Regions from separate parts of the Zea mays genome. Here region 2 is linked to region 1. Evidence: chromatin contacts called from public Hi-C data. All regions are on one chromosome and are shown on one strand. The core of a region is the stretch at or near the end of the contact, and the rest is flanking DNA. Distances in the headings are between cores, read along the strand shown.

Region 1 (3,103 bases), core at 585-3,084:
CTGATTGCGTACGTCACATGTACATGTACCGTAGCTAGTCCAATGATGTAGTGGATTAGCTTGAAACTGTGTTACAATAATGTGGATTCAGTTGAAAGGTCCAAATAAGCAGCCTAGCTATAGTATGTCATTGACATGTCGCAATAAGAAAAAGCTAATAACGACTGGTAACTACTGGCACTGCAAATAAAGTTCAATATAAGATGCATGCCTAACCCATCTGACCATGGCATGTCCATACCTCATTTATCGTTTTGTTCAGTAGTTGCCTGTCCTCTCTCCGCTGGCAGAACCAGCCATTTTTTTTTGTTAAGGGGACACAATTATCATGACACTTCTAAGTGGTGTGTGTAAAATAAAAAAATCATACTCACTCCGGCTTCCAATTTATAATGCGTTTGACATTTTACGCCAAGTTTGACAGTTCATTTTATTTTAAAAAATGCAATAGTAATAATATTTTTTACCGTGCTATCGTTTAGCATATAATATATTTTAAATGTTACTTTAAAATTTCCATTTTTCGCAAAAAAAAAGACGAGCCATTCAAATTTAGTAAAAAAAACTTCAAATGAATTATAAATTGGATAGAAATAGTAATATGAGGATAAAAATAGATATATTGATATTTTGATGTGCAGTAAATTAAAAAAAATCTAGGTATTATAAAAAGTTTTTCATGTGTTTGTGGTGGTGCTGGAGTGGGGCGGGCACGTCGCTGATGGTCTCTGGTTCTGCCACTTGTCTTCTCTCCGCCCATGGGAAACCATATCTATATGTGGCAATTACTATAGGCGTACTACTAATTTTAATTACTTTCATAGCAAAAAATGTCACTATAGGTTGAGGTAAAAACGGTCGGAAACGGTTGGTAAATACTAAAACTATTTACATTTTCATTTTTTTCATGGAAACAAAATCGAAAATGATAACTCTGGAAACGGAAACGACATCGGTAATTTATAAACATCAGAAACGAAAGCTTAGGATGGAAAACACATCGGTTATGGCCAGAATATAAAATACACCAGTAAAAATCGTGATATGTACCCTCAATTGACTTCTAAAATTCACACAAGTCGTACGTCCACATAAAATTAGTAATAATATATAAGTGTTCATAAATTCATGAAGATTAAATCATATCTCACAAAACATTAAAGCAATATCTCACAAATACAAAAGACAAGCACCGTGCCCACATACATATAGTTAGAAAGTCAACATAATTGGTATCATCCTAGCCCTTCAGGCTCTCGTGCAAATTATGAATATATGTATCAAGAGTAATAATTGAAAATAAAACTATAAATAAGATTTATAAAAGTTTCAAACAACTCTAAACTATATACCATTATATAGATCTTGATTTTAGGAAAATAATAAAATTGGTCTCATATTTTTCTAAGTTAATACAAGTTTATTATGGATTTACAAAGGTCAGTTTAGATTTAATATTTTTCTGAGAAATTAACGAACAAATTACCAAATTTGTTACTGACGGTAAAATACCGAATAAATAGTGTGATTTCCAGAAAAGGTCGGAAGAGACCCAAACCATTTTCGTTTCCGAATTTTTTCTACCAATTTTTTTCCCATATTTTTAATAATTGTTTTCATTTCCATTTAGACCTGAATTTTGGTAAAAAATTGAAAATGACTCATGGTAATCGAAATTTATCATTTTTGTTTTCACCCCTAACTGTATCGGTATCTTGTCTTAATTAGAATAAAAATCAGAACTAGAAAAGTAAATTGTAATCACTACAGGAAAACCGAGAAAAGCGTCGGTTCTATTAGTCTATCGGGATCGACGTTCTAAAGATATTAAGTATGTCAGTTAGAGTGTCAGCTGTTCTTAAGTTTTGGACTAGGTCGGGCGTGCGCTCGGTTCTTCGTCTTTGCTCGCTCGTTTCTAACTTAGCCTGTCGCCACCAAGTCGATCGTCGCGCCACCGTGCACAGCGCTGCCAGCACGCCTGTCGTTCTCCTCCTTGTGTCGTACTCCTCCCTTCACTCGTTTCTAATCCATACCACCGGTGCCAAGCATGTCGGGAGCGCCACCGTGCATAGCGCTGCCAGCACGCCTGTTGTTCTCCTCCCTGTGTCGTACTCCTCCCTTCACTCATTTCTAATTCATACCATCGGCACCAAGCATGTCGGGAGCGCCACCGTGCTCCACCCAGTGCCGCTGTGGTCCTTTGCAGGCTTCTCGAGATGGTGTCAGCCTTCGGTTGTTAAAGTTTGTATCAAGAGGCATAAAGGTTCAAATCCATATCACCAGGAGATTCTGTGCGGCGAGAATGCGGCAGAAAAGTTGGTAAGTATAAATATTGGCTTTAAATGTATTTTTTATTTCAATTGAAATTAATGTTTTGTTGGGTCGCTTATTGAAATGTTGCAATATAAATGTGTACATGACGTGGACTGGATGACAATACTGCGACTGCTTATGAAGCTGGTGAAGGTGTGCCACATGGGAGGTATGCTAACTTGTGTTGCAATTTTATTTCAGTAATTATGATTCTATTTAGGGTGTATATTATAATGTTGTACGTAGGTTTTCTATCGGCGACCGGGTTGTGGATCGTCGAAGTTATAGTATGCATCCATTCATAATAAATATATATTCATCTACATCAAATACATTCACAAACACATATATCCACCCACATCAAATACATTAGTACCAATACAACATCACACAAATCATCTACATCGTATCTATCCATTACATAAATCATCCACATCATATGAGTCGTAAAGTATCAATAGTTATTCAAGGAATAACCATTTTAAACAATAGAATAAGTACAAATATCCATACATCAAATTAGTCTGAACTTGGAATCATCAGTTGGTTAGAGTTCTCACCGCTACCTAGAGTGTAGTTGAACAACTAGTTGACAAATAAGTTAGACCCTTGGCATTAGCGTCTCCAGGTGCGGGTAATTATGGTGAAGTCTAAAAACTCTATTGTTTATAATTAGTTAGAATTGAGTTACATCAACTAGGGATAGATGTGGTTCACCTAAACTGACTAAATTTGGTTGAATTTGAGCTAGATTGACTAAATTTCGCTAAAATCACTAAGTTTCGCTACA
Region 2 (3,321 bases), core at 537-3,036, 230 kb before region 1:
GGCCTCGATCTCTCCATCTTCAACCAAAACAGAGCAGCAGTGGCTTATCTTATTGAACAGTTTTTTTCTCTCTCTCTCTCTGCGGCGGCTTTTCTTATAAGAAAAAAAATATTTGGTAAAACTGTGTGTTTAGAAGAAGAAAAAAATGATATCTTCAGAATCAGAACCAGACAACGCCTCAAGGACTGACTAAACCCTTGGCAATCTCCACCAGGAGAACGATCTCCATCCAGCATCCAACGCGGTGCTTTGAAGAGAAGGCAGTGGACACTGGTGAGTTTGTGACTTGTTGTTGGTGCACGTGAAGAGAACTTTTTTTTTCACCCTTCGTTGGACATCGTCCCCGATCCACTTCTGCGGCCATATCTCCGGTTATTATTAACAGAATGGCCATCGCACGATTTGCCAGGACGTTCTGTGCTGTGCCACATTGCGTTCGCGCATGAACCGCGCATCAACCGTAACCGGCGCATCGCGTCCGCAGGAAGCCTCGTCTCCTGCCATGGCCTCGTGTGACGTAGCGTAACCAGTCGGCGACGAACATGTTCAGTCCATCAGGAGACGAGGACGTGGAGCGAGCCGTTCTTGGCGGCCGCGCAGACGGGGCAGGCGTCCACGCCGGCCTCGCACGCGCGGCACAGGCACAGGTGCCGGCACGGGAGCAGCAGCACGGACGCCTCGCCGGCGCCGCACGACCTGCACGCCAGCTTGGACCTGGACGCGCACGACGCGCCGCCGTCCTCGAAGCAACACGACTCGGCGTCCTCGGCCTCACCGCCTTCCTCGCGGCCGCCGCCGGCGCCATAGGGTGACTGCAGGAGCTGGTCCAGCGTGGCGCGGAGGCCAGCGGCGGCGGCCTCGTGCCTCCTGGCGACGGCCATCCACGCCTGGCACTCGGCGCCCGCCTGCCGGGCCTTCTCCTCCAGCTCCGCGCCGCGCCGGAGCGCGCGCTCGAGGTCCGTCTCCGACGCGCGCAGCCGCCCCGACGCGGCGCGCCCCACGGCGGCCAGCAGCGCGCGGGCGTGCCGCCGCCGCGCCTCCTCCAGCGCCGCGCGCATCCTCTCTGCCTGTGCACCACAAGATAATGTCTCACAGATCAGACACCGTCGGACCATGCGTTGTTGTCCCCATATGACGAAGAAGGAAGAAGTCGGTCGATTCCCAGTTATTAACCATCAATTGACAGATGATAGATGAAGATCACGACCGAACAATGGCCGCCCGTACCTCAAGTCTAACGAGCGCGTCGATCTCCACGCCGTGGCGGTGCGTCCACGACGACAGCAGTCCCCGCGAGGCCGCCACGGTCGCGCCACTTGCCACCCTCCCACTGGTGGACGCCGTGCCGGAGGCCGCCACCGCCCGGCGGCTCCGCGCGTTGACGAACGGTGCCACAGCCACAGGCAGTGGCAGCAGGCGCTCCGTGCCCGCCGGAGGCAAACCCGCGCGCTGGTCTTCTGAGAGACCACCGCCCGCTGCTGGCGCCGCCGTCTCCAGGCGCGGCCGCTTCCTCGGCAGGAAGCCGTCGTAGTTGCACCAGGCAACCTCGACGCGCGGGAAGTCGCTGAGCGCCGTCGTGGCGTCCCCGATCCGGGCCGGGGCCGGGGCCGCGGCTGGCGCGCACCCGGCGTACTCGTCCAGGAACAGGTAGCCGCCCGCCGCCTGGGCTGCTAGGTCGTGCGACAGGTGCCGCCCCTGCACGGCCATGGCAAGGCGCAAGGCGCAACTCAAGGACGACCGCGAAGGCGTTGGGCGGGCGTGGGAACCGACCGCCAGTGGGAGGAGTGAGAATGGATGGTTTGCAACCGATGTGGTTATATATATACTGTCACGGTTAGGGAAGGCATGCCATGACTCCGGCTCGGGTGGGGCGGAAGAGCGAAGACTGTGAGCCGGTGCCAACAAAAACACGTAGTAGGGGGGGCACGGCGCGCGGATGCGATCGAGGCCGGGACAAAATCGGATCGCTTTCCACCCGCCCTGGCCGGGCCGGGTGGGGCGGACGCCGTTCGCGGTTCGCCTAGCAATAGCAAGCTGCTAGCTAATCCCCATTCCAGACGGGCGGACATTCACTCGGTTTATTTCAGCGAACCAACGGAGTGATCAGATTTTTTTTACCCCGTGGTCTGCTGCTGCTGCTGCCAATATGATGGGTAGGTAGTACATACTCGATGGACTGTAGTATGTGTTATTCATTTTGCTTTCGCTTTCACGTGCGTGTATGTGATCTGTAGTAAATGGTTGTTTTTATCTCTCCGTATCTACCGTTCTTTGGTATTTTCCTTTTTTCTCCATTTCTCTCACCTTTCTCTTGGTCACATTCATGGGCTGACATCCGTTCAATTTTCTCGCTTTTCCATTTATTGATTTTTTTAATCTTTTTTCCCTATCAGATTTTATTTTCTCGCGTTCTTTGTCCTCCTCCTGTTTTTTCTCTCTCTATCTTTTTATTTATCTCTCTCTCTCTCTTTTGTATTAAACGTTGAGAAATCCGATCAAAATAAATTACATACATAAGAATTAAGAATACGTCGAGAAATCTGATGAGTGCGATATGATGTTCGGCGGTGGACGTGGACCGGGCTGGATGGATGGATCAACAAATGTTGATGGATGGGCCACACCCCACTTCCATGTTTCATGGCCGATTCAAGTCGTCTAGCTAGCTAGTGCATGTCGTCCTGGCTTTTTTTCTCTGCTTTGTTCTGGATCGGATGGGAAAGCTAAAACTAGCGCATCCGTGTCCGTGTCCGTGTCCGTGCCACTAGTAAAAGCAGCGATGTGCATCTCCGGCTGCGGCGGGGCAGCCGGTCAAAGTCTTCCCCCGTCGGAGACGGGCTTACCGCACGCGAGAAAGATCCGATCTCGCAGTCGCAGTGAAACTTCACCCTCGAACGACGAACCATGGCGATGCGATGCGACGCGGCCCAAACAGTCGCAGTCCCTGCCTGGACGACGTGCGGCTGCGGTTTCAACGCCACCCAGCGAGAAAGGCGCGCGGGAAGTCAGGAACCACGAACCATGCAAAGTGATTTTCTCCGCACGTTGCATATGGGGTTTTTTTTTTCTTCAAATGATTCGATTCCAGATGCATGCCGGCCCGGATCATTGGGTACGTTAAGTACGATCAACGACCTCCGCTGGGCTGGCAAGCTTGGAAAGACTTTAATTATCAGGCGTCAGGCTTAGCGGTTGACCGGTTATGCCAGTGGTACAAGCAGGCAAGCAGCACAGTAGTCGCCTCCTGTCCCTCTGATATGGCAAGAGTACCACTTTATGCATAAGTAGGAACTGTTTGGTTCCACCTAAGGGCTTGTTCGT

The links. Hi-C and Micro-C count contacts between places; a contact is called where the count stands out from the background.
Region 2: a Hi-C map of ear shows a contact between it and region 1, with 4 times the contacts expected there. The contact joins the promoter of LOC100282091 here to the promoter of LOC118476237 in region 1. A contact is called at or near these places in 4 of 25 Hi-C or Micro-C datasets (bundle sheath, ear, leaf and 1 more).

Annotation. Positions count from the first base shown.
Region 1 is chr2:63,034,568-63,037,670 of Zm-B73-REFERENCE-NAM-5.0, reverse strand. It overlaps LOC118476237, which reads left to right and starts at 1,834. Exons shown (of 3, transcript XM_035965062.1): 1 at 1,834-2,319; 2 at 2,458-2,482. The coding sequence starts at 1,834.
Region 2 is chr2:63,265,373-63,268,693 of Zm-B73-REFERENCE-NAM-5.0, reverse strand. LOC100282091 reads right to left here and starts at 1,786. Exons shown (of 2, transcript NM_001371822.1): 1 at 1,228-1,786; 2 at 19-1,067. The coding sequence starts at 1,707. The coding sequence ends at 555.